Linked DNA regions of Triticum aestivum: region 2 is linked to region 1. The links are chromatin contacts, called in public Hi-C maps. All regions are on one chromosome and are shown on one strand. The core of a region is the stretch at or near the end of the contact, and the rest is flanking DNA. Distances in the headings are between cores, read along the strand shown.

Region 1 (4,600 bases), core at 1,428-3,927:
CGAGGTTACCATAGCTCTCATAGTAGGTGAGAAATAGCCCTGGAGACAATGTGCGCGTTTAAGGTCTATATAATGCTCTAAGAGCTCCCTGGGCCAAATTGAGTTATTTGCTTCCCCAGATTACTCTCAGGGGACAAATGATATATATTTATCTTTGCAAATGTTAACGTGTTGATCACTTGTAGTGATTGCATGTATGTGTCGGCCCATTAACCCACACTTAAAACCAGAGAAAAAGAAAAGAAAATGGGGGCATCCAGTGATCGATCCTGGGTAGGCTGGGTGGTGGGGTAGTGCTGCTAGACACCGACCACGGTGAGTTCCTGCATAACTGGGAGGCGCGACCAAATTAAGGGAAAGGGCCGTCCTTTAATGGAACCTTCTAGTGAAGGAAACCATTTCCTCACGCGATTTATCTGGTTTTCTATCAATTTTTTAGTTTCTTCCTTCTGTAATTTTTGTTTTCGTCCCTTTTTTGTTATTTTTCCTTCCCCATTTTTCCCTTTCCTTTTTTACATTCTAATTTGTGAACTTTTTTACTAATTAGTGCACTTTTTTAATTCATAAAAAAATTCAATTAGTGAATAATTTTTAAATTCATGATTTTTGAATTTGTGAACATTTTTAGAAATTCTGAATTTTGTTGAGAAATCACAATCATTTTTTGGATTCGCGAGCAAATTTTGAATTTGAAAACATTTTTGACTCACGAACAATTTATGAATTCATGAACATTTTTTCTAATCCATGTATATTTTTTGAATCCATGAACAATTTTAGAATTTTCGTAAACATTTTTCGGATTCATGAATATTCTTTAATTCAAGAACATTCTTAAATTCATGAGCATTTTTTAAATTATTATTTTTCCTTCAAATTCATGAACTTAGTTTTTTTTTTACTTCGTGGTAATTCTTTTGGGTGTATTTTGTAAAAAAAAAGGAAAAATATCAGAAGGAACAAACCCTGGGAAATCGTACCTACGCTATTGTAGCGACGAGCGAGATGGTAGGCGATCTGCAGTATTGGGCCGGCCCACACCACACTTTTAATCACGCGAGTTAGATGTCGCGAGCGATCGCTACGGTCGAGGTTGTCGTGGGCGATACATGTCAGAAAATCACTTGTTTAGGGTTTCCACTTTCAAAGGTCACTCCCGCCTTCTGACGCGCTGACAAGTAATGTAATGCATGTGTGCCATGTGTCGCAACCTGCGAGTTTTTTCTTTTTTTCATAGATTCATTTATTAAAAAAGGATTTATCTCTTGAACCGTGCATCCAAAATTCCAAACCGTTTTCAGTGCTGGATTTCTTGCGTCGAGATATTCGAAACTATATCTCTTGTTAATAAGTTTTGACAAATTTTTTTCTCACAAAAAAATCCGGAAACCGAAAACCCTCAAAAAAGCCTTTAAAAACCAGGCAATCGAACAAAAGAATGGCAAAAAAATGGAAGAAAAGCCCCAGAGACAGAAGCACGGTTTGGTTTTTCACTTCTTTTTCCTTTCCGAGAAGCACGGTTGTACTTCTCGGAAGCAAATCTGTGTTTGCGCGAGAAGTAAATATGAGCTTCTTGTGGATTCCGTGTTTCTTACGGTAGCAAATCTATGCTTCCATGAGAAGCAGATACGTGCTTCTCGTGGAAGCACAACCATGCATCTCGCGGACACAAATATGCGTTTCTTGTAGAAGCACAATTTTTTTTCAAGAAGCACAACAGATTTATGCCTCCATGAGAAGCAAATATTTGCTTCTCGTGAAAGCACATTTTTTTCCTTTTCTGAGAAGCACAAAAAAAATTCCATGCAAAGAAAGTCCATGTTTTTTCTCCAAAACCGAGCAAAACGGGGAAACCCGTATCTAAAATCCGAGAATGTGAGGAGAAAAATAGAAAAAAAACAGAATCCAGAGAAAGCGCCCGACATGCGACATGTGGCGACGGCCGGGCTCATCATTTAGCATGGTTTTAGAGCACCAAAAGTCACCCGTGAAGGTCCCGCAAGGGGTAAACTCGTTAGTTTTTTTAGCCAAACTTGACCAACCCATAAGGTAAGACCATGCTTAGCGTAACCTTGAGTTTTTTTTGTTCTTTTTAAGAAAAGCTTGCTAGACCTTTATTGATTAGCTAAAATGTTCGCAGGGATTATAATTGGGTCATGCGGAGTACTCAACCACGGATGCTTCCCGACAGAGAGAGAAATCGTAATTAGATTTTTTTAGGCTAGATGCTTGTAACCTCAAGTTAATTTTCTTAGGCCAAACATATGCTTTATTGATGCTTAGAACGAATATTTACGGATACTGTGACTGGATCATACAATTGTCCCAGCCAGACACGATGGCCAATACCTAATGAACAAGCTAGGCGATGCGCCTCCAAATTAAAATTCTTTTTTTTAGCGTCTCCAAATTAAATTTCCTACCTGGAGTTTTTTATGTAGTTGCTCCTTACCCCCCTCGTCGGGGAGCCTAGATGTTCCAAAAAGTCCATGTATGTTTTTTTTTAGGGGTAAAAAGCCCATGTATGTGATCACACGTATTTTTCCACCAGGGCCTTTGGCACTAAAAGGCCCGTAAAGCCCAAAGCCGCGCAGCATGACCGATCCATCCGATTCCAAACCGACATCGAGAAGCCTCTCCCGTCGGCCCCTCCCCCCCCCCCCCCCCCCCCCCCACCTCCGCTGGTTCCACACGCATCCATCGCAAATTTCCCATCTCTTTTCCCCAAATCGAATCCCCAACCCCGACCTAATCGGCGATCCGCGGTCGCCATGTCTCGCACGGGGAGCCGCCTCGCGTCCGCCGTGGTGCGCCACCCCGACCGCTCCCGCGTCTCCGCCTCGCCCTCCCCTCGCCGCCGCTCCCTGTCCCCGTCGCCCTCCCCGCGCCGCCAGCGCCGCCGCGACCGCTCCCCCATCCCCTCCCGCGACCGCCGCGGCGAGAGGTCCCCCGTCCCCTCTCGCGACCGCCGCCGCGACCGATCCCCTAGCCCCTACCGCGACCGGCGCCGCGACCGGTCCCCAAGCCCCTTCCGCGACCGCCGCCGCGACCGGTCCCCAAGCCCCTTCCGCGACCGCCGCCGCCAGTGGTCGCCCTACCATAATGAGCGCGGCCGGGACATGGACCGGGTTCGGGACGTGGAGCCCCCGGCGCGCCGTGGCGGCGGTGGAGGAGGCGAATGGTCCGCCTCCGACGACGACGACGAGGATCTCAAGGGCCTCACCTACTTCGAGTACCGCCGCGTCAAGCGCCAGAAGCTCCGCAAAAGCCTGAAGAAGTGCATCTGGAAAGTCACGCCCAGCCCTCCTCGCCGTGACGACGAGGCCGACGAGTACCAGTATAGCGAGGAGGAGGAGGAGGAGAAGAAGGAATCGCCGAAGAAGGAATCATCTGAGAAGAGCGATGAGGAGAACAAGGATTCGTCGGAATCTGAGACCGATGAGTCTGGTAGCTTATCTGATTCCAGTGAATCAGATTATTCTAGTAAGAAAAAGAAAGGGCGTAAGGGCAGACGTTCTAGCAGCAAGCGTAGCCGGCGTGCCCATCGTCGCCACAGGAAGTCTGATGCGGAGAGTGAGAGTGATAGCAAGGTCGATGAGGATTCAGAGGGTTCCTATGACTCTGAAGATTCTAGGGATAAGAAGAGGAGCAAGAGATCACGGAGGCACAAGAAGTCTAAGAGGAGGGGAAGGAGCTCTAGGAGGAAGAAGAGTAAGAGTCTGGATGTACCATCTGATGTTAGCTCTGAGGAGGTGGAGGTGTTAGTCTCTAGCCCTATCTCAACGGACAGCAAGAAAATGGGCAAGAGCTCAAGGAAGAAGAATAGCAGTCAGTCTGATTCTGAAGATTCGATCCCTTCTGATGCCATCATTGATGAAAAGGAAATTGAAGAGACAGATGAGCCTGAGATTGACCCAGAGGCAATTAAGTTCAAGGAAATGCTTGAGGCCCAGAAGAAGGCTGCACTGGAGAATGAGATGCCGGTTGGACCGATGCCACTCCCGCGTGCAGATGGTCATATTAGCTATGGTGGCGCACTGAGACCTGGTGAGGGTGATGCCATTGCACAGTATGTACAGCAGGGGAAGCGTATCCCACGGCGTGGTGAGGTTGGTCTGTCTGCAGATGAGATTCAGAAGTTTGAAGATTTGGGGTATGTGATGAGTGGAAGTAGGCACCAGAGGATGAATGCTATCCGTATAAGGAAGGAAAACCAGGTTTATAGTGCAGAGGATAAGAGAGCACTGGCCATGTTTAACTACGAGGAGAAGTCAAAGAGAGAGCACAAGGTTATGGCTGATTTGCAGCGCTTGGTTTCAAGAACCATTGGCCAAGAGACAGGACCTTCGCATGATCCATTTGCTACTACAGATGACTGAGTAATTATTTCTAGCTATTTTACAAAGAAATGGTTGCCACTGTTAGTTATGCATGTTTTTCCTGTAGTACTAGTGATGTCGAGTTTGCATCTTTGTAACTTCTGTTTTGTGCTGTACTTAGCTTATGCTTATCAGATATTACTCTTTTGTTCTATATGTGTTCATGATTGTTGTCATGTTTGTCAAGCTGCTTGGTTTACCACACTATGATTTGTATAGGA
Region 2 (4,600 bases), core at 654-3,153, 130 kb after region 1:
CAAGTTTTCTTCAATCGGTGTTACTCCAACACTCTCACGTATATCATCATTCCGGATATGATCTTTTCTTGTGGGGTCACACTCCGCATCTTCGCTACACCTAACTGTTGAACATGTTGCCTTCTAATCGGCCAACACTCAGCGCCATACAACATTGCGGGTCGAGTCGCAGTCCTATAGAACCTGACTTGTAGCTTTTCTCGCACTCTCTTGTCGCAAAGAACACCGGAAGTTTGGCACCACTTCATCTATCCGACGTTGATTCGATTGGTCACATCTTCATTGATATTTCTACTAAATCTAAACCCTTTTGATTCTAAAGTTTGTCTCGTAGTTTTAACTTTCTATTAACCCTTTCCCGACTATCATCGACTAGCACCACATCATCCACAAAGATGGTATATCTCCTTGTATATCCCTTGTGACCTCATCCATCATCAAAGCAAAAAAATAAGGGCTCAAAATCGATCCTTGGCGCAGTTCTATTTTAATCGGTAAGTCATCAATGTCGCCATCACTTGTTCGAACATTTGCCACGACATTATCGCGCATGTCCTTGATTAGGGCAATGTACTTTACTGAAACTTTATGTTTCTTCAAAGCCTATCACATGATATTTCGTGGTATCTGATTATAGGCTTTCCCCCGGCCAATGAACACCATATGAAGGTCTTTCTTTTGCTCACTGTATCTCTTTATAATCTGTCATACCAAGAAAAATGGCTTCCATGATCGACCTCCCAAGCATGAAACCAGGCTGATTTTTGGCCACGCTTATTCTTCTTCTTAAGTGTTGCTCCTCTCCCTTAACTTCACTGTATGACTCGTCAGTTTAATTCCACGGTAACTGGTACAACTTTGAACACTCCCCTTCTTCATGAAGATTGATACTGATATACTACGTCTTTATTCTTCTGACATTTTGTTTGCCCAAAAAACGAGATTGAAAATTTTAGTTAGCCATACCAACGCTACGTCTTCAAGACCCACCCCAATAAGGTTACAATCAGGGCTCGTTGCCTTGTTTCATTATTTTTAAAGTCTTTATGACCTTCAACTCTTATATTTGTCGCATAAAATGTCTACTGGTATTATTAAAGGAGTCGTCCAGTTCAATGATAGAGCTCCAACTCTCTCCATTGACTAGCTTGATGGAGTTTAAAAAAGAACCCTGACCGAGACCTCCGATATTTTACGGGCAGAAAACCCCCTTCCAGTTGACGACCGAACGACCTTCCACATGATTGGTCGCCATCATCGCTCTTCTAAAAAGAACATGCACGGATTTAATGATTAGCCCATTTCCGGAGAAGAAAAATTCGCTAAATACGATTTGTTTTGGCCGGACCACTAGACCAGCATAGCATGTGACGGAGAGAGCTTTGGTGCACGGTAGGAACGTTCGTGCCACCGAACGACGCACACATTATATGCCCCCAAGGCCTGTGCTATGTTCGGTGAACCGTGGCGACACGGCAGTAGCACGGCACGTGGCCACAGCCGCTGGTACACTGCTACCGTGCTCCACGCCTTCAACCACCTGCCGGCGCTCCCATCCGGCGGACCCATGCAACCTGAACCCCCATTGTTCCACCGCAGTAGATCTACATGCTCCATGGTTAGCCGGATGCGCTGAAACTGCGCGCCCTTCAGCAGAGAGGTCGCCGTCGTTCCAGCTGCGGCCACCGTGACGCGGGGCCAGCCGGGACCCCGCCCCCGCCTGCATCACGCCAGGACTTTCACTCCTCGACCAGGACGCCGTCGGTTGCATGCCATTGCCATTGTTTCACAGCGACCGACCGACTGTTAGATAGTCGTCACGAGACAGCCATGCCGGGGTAAACCGAGTACGGAGACGGGCGGCGACGGCACGAGAGGTTCGGTGGGTGGAGTTGGTGAGGTGAGTTTCCCTGCGCCGCGGGGCAGAAGAAACAACAAGGACGACACCGACATGGACGGGGGCGCCGATCGGGGGCAAAACTAGCCGATAAACTGTCCGTTGATTTCAGCGCCGCGCACGTTCTTGAGCTCCCGGCTCACGTTGCCTCGCCTCGCGGCCTCGAGATGCCGGACGTACACCCACGTCCCAATCCGCCTGACACGTCTTCTATTAAAATGCCAGGACTTCTCACTCCTCCATACCCGCCACTTTTAATGGCCACCGCCGGTTGAGGGGGAGAGCACAGCAAACTCACTGACGAGGCAGGCGGCAGGCGGCAGGTGGGATTCTTGCTTTCTTGTTTTTGAGACAAAATGCGCGGCGCCGGTGATTGCGAGCTGGAGTTCCGGGGCGTAATGGGGGAGGAGGAGGAGGGGGCTGCCTCGGCGTCGGCGTCGGCATCGGAGAGGGCAATGCGGCGGCGTCGGGGGCGGCGTCGGTGGGGAAGAGCCGAGGCGGGCGACGGCTACTCGACGAGCAGCGGCAGCGGCTCCTTCGGCTGCGACTCGGTTGGTCTTCGCCCCCCTCCTCCATTGCCACCACCTTCCTTGGGCGTCTCTGTCGATTTCATTTGGATTAATATTCGCACATAGAATCTCTTTACTGCCGCGAGCGGTGGCATGGGCATGCCGCCATGCCGATCTAGCCAGAGAGCACCATGGCCTGTCGCAGGTGACCACAGTCCACAGGAGCCTTTCCAGAAAGTGGAGGGTAAAACCCAGAAATGACATGATTAGCGAGTGAATCTAGCGATCTAAAACCGACAAAGCCGGAGGGCCCGAGGCTTGAGGATAGGCACCATCATCGCCATCTTGATTCTTGCCGCATCGCCCTCGCCAGCAAGCGGAAAAGGAGCGGAGGGGGGGCACCACCCACCCTGGGATTCTCTCCGGTCTCCAGCTTTGCAAGATTAACTTTTTAATCGGTGCTTGATGGTTGGCTGCAGCCTTTGGCCGGATTCGTGCGCGCGGATGGCGACATGGACACAGATCTGGAGACAGACGGGCTGGCCGCCACTTCATCCTCCAGTGGTGAGCACACAGCCCACAGCTCACAGCTTGTATTCTTACCAGCGTTCTTGCTGGAGCTCCACTTTACAGCCCTTTTAAGCGAGTTCGCCTTCTCTGAAGCCTCTGCAGCGTTCACGGAGCCGCACGACGACGACGAAGCGCAGTGTGGGCTGAAGGGAGAGTGGCAAGAACCGGCCAAGAGTCCGGCGGGCGGCGCCACTGCCATCCGAGGTACGTACGAGATTTCCAAGTTTGCGACGTGCTAGGTGGTGTGAGGTTTTCCAATCTTGTGTGCTTGTGTGCTGTTCGACAGAATGCCAGAGCCAGCGACGGTGCCGGACAGAGGCTGTTTACCTGCACGGTAGGAAGGGGCTGAAGCAGCGGCCGGCCTCGCTCGACTTCGGCAGCGCCGGGTTCAACAACGGGACTCCGTTTTCTCCGGGCTTCGTGGTTGGAGGTGCCGGGTTTGTAAGCAAGGGACTTGTGTCATCACAGATCAGCTCCGGCGTGTTCCCTAGTCCCGGCACGCCGAGCTATCCGCGGCGGCACCGGCCATCGGCCTTGGGGTACCAAAAGGGGTGGAGCTCCGAGAGAGTGCCTCTCCCTTCCAAAGGTAATAATACTAGGAGGTACCCAGGCAGCAGCATGGCATTTCCTCTCAACAATAGGAGGACATTGCCCTCAAAATGGGAGGATGCGGAGAGGTGGATCTTCAGTCCCAAGTCAAACTCCGGCGATGCGCGTGAGAAGACCGCGGCATTGCCCCATGCTCGACGGCCCAAGGCCAAAAGTGGTCCTCTTGGGCCTCCTGGAAGACTTGGTGGACAGTACTCATCTGTATCTTCATCCGTGTCTTTGTTTGACAGTGGGAGAGTTGGGCATTTAGCAGCAAACTCACCTTTCTTGGCGGGAGTACTGATACCTGAACATTATGGTGGGGCGAAAAGTAATGTTGGGAGGTATACGAGTGGAACAGCTGGTGCCGAATTCGGTATTGGCATAGTTGGCAGGTCTTCTCTAGCAGATATCGGGTCTCCTGCTACCCAATCTACCACGGTGCGCCGACGGCTAGATACTGCAGTTGAATCATCTGCGTCATTGCCTAGCACCCAAGAATCTGTACAAGGTATTAAGAAATTGCTACCCATCATATTTAGCCTATTGCTTAGTGTTGAATTATGGGTCTACAAAGTATAAACATGTAGAGGATAACACTCTGTTTGGGGTTTGCGGTTGTCTCTCTGGTTGCTAAAGCATTGTTAAATTGTGAAGCTCCTCATGAGTTGCACTATAAACATTAGTTTTTGGCATTTGGTATCTTGGTAATTGATTTCATCATAGCACTTCTAAGCTGAATAACACCAGAAGTTGATCTTACGTTTTTACTGTACTTGATGAAACTTAAGTAAATCTTCAGCTGATGCTTCTTTGTTTTGTTTCATATCAGACGAAGAGGCTGAGTTCGTAGAAGATTCAGCCCCCACTGTCACCCCTATAACTTCAAGGAAGGATACTGCGACTCAAACTAGTCCAGATCTAAGTAGGTCTTCTTCGCCCAGCGCCAGGCCTTCATTTGTTCGCTCATTCTCAATGCAACAAGCCAAAGAGAGGGAGAGCTGTTTCTCTGATCTCGAGATCAGGGATGTGCAGA

Evidence for each region. A called contact is a pair of places that touch in the nucleus more often than the background predicts.
Region 2: a Hi-C map of leaf shows a contact between it and region 1, with 7 times the contacts expected there. The contact joins the promoter of LOC123121725 here to the promoter of LOC123121723 in region 1. A contact is called at or near these places in 2 of 5 Hi-C or Micro-C datasets (both in leaf).

Annotation. Positions count from the first base shown.
Region 1 is chr5D:355,682,354-355,686,953 of IWGSC CS RefSeq v2.1, forward strand. It overlaps LOC123121723 (NF-kappa-B-activating protein), which reads left to right and starts at 2,678. Exons shown (of 1, transcript XM_044541744.1): 1 at 2,678-4,565. The coding sequence starts at 2,772. The coding sequence ends at 4,379.
Region 2 is chr5D:355,813,354-355,817,953 of IWGSC CS RefSeq v2.1, forward strand. It overlaps LOC123121725, which reads left to right and starts at 1,904. Exons shown (of 9, transcript XR_006459828.1): 1 at 1,904-2,448; 2 at 2,886-2,970; 3 at 3,070-3,180; 4 at 3,263-4,075; 5 at 4,397-4,600.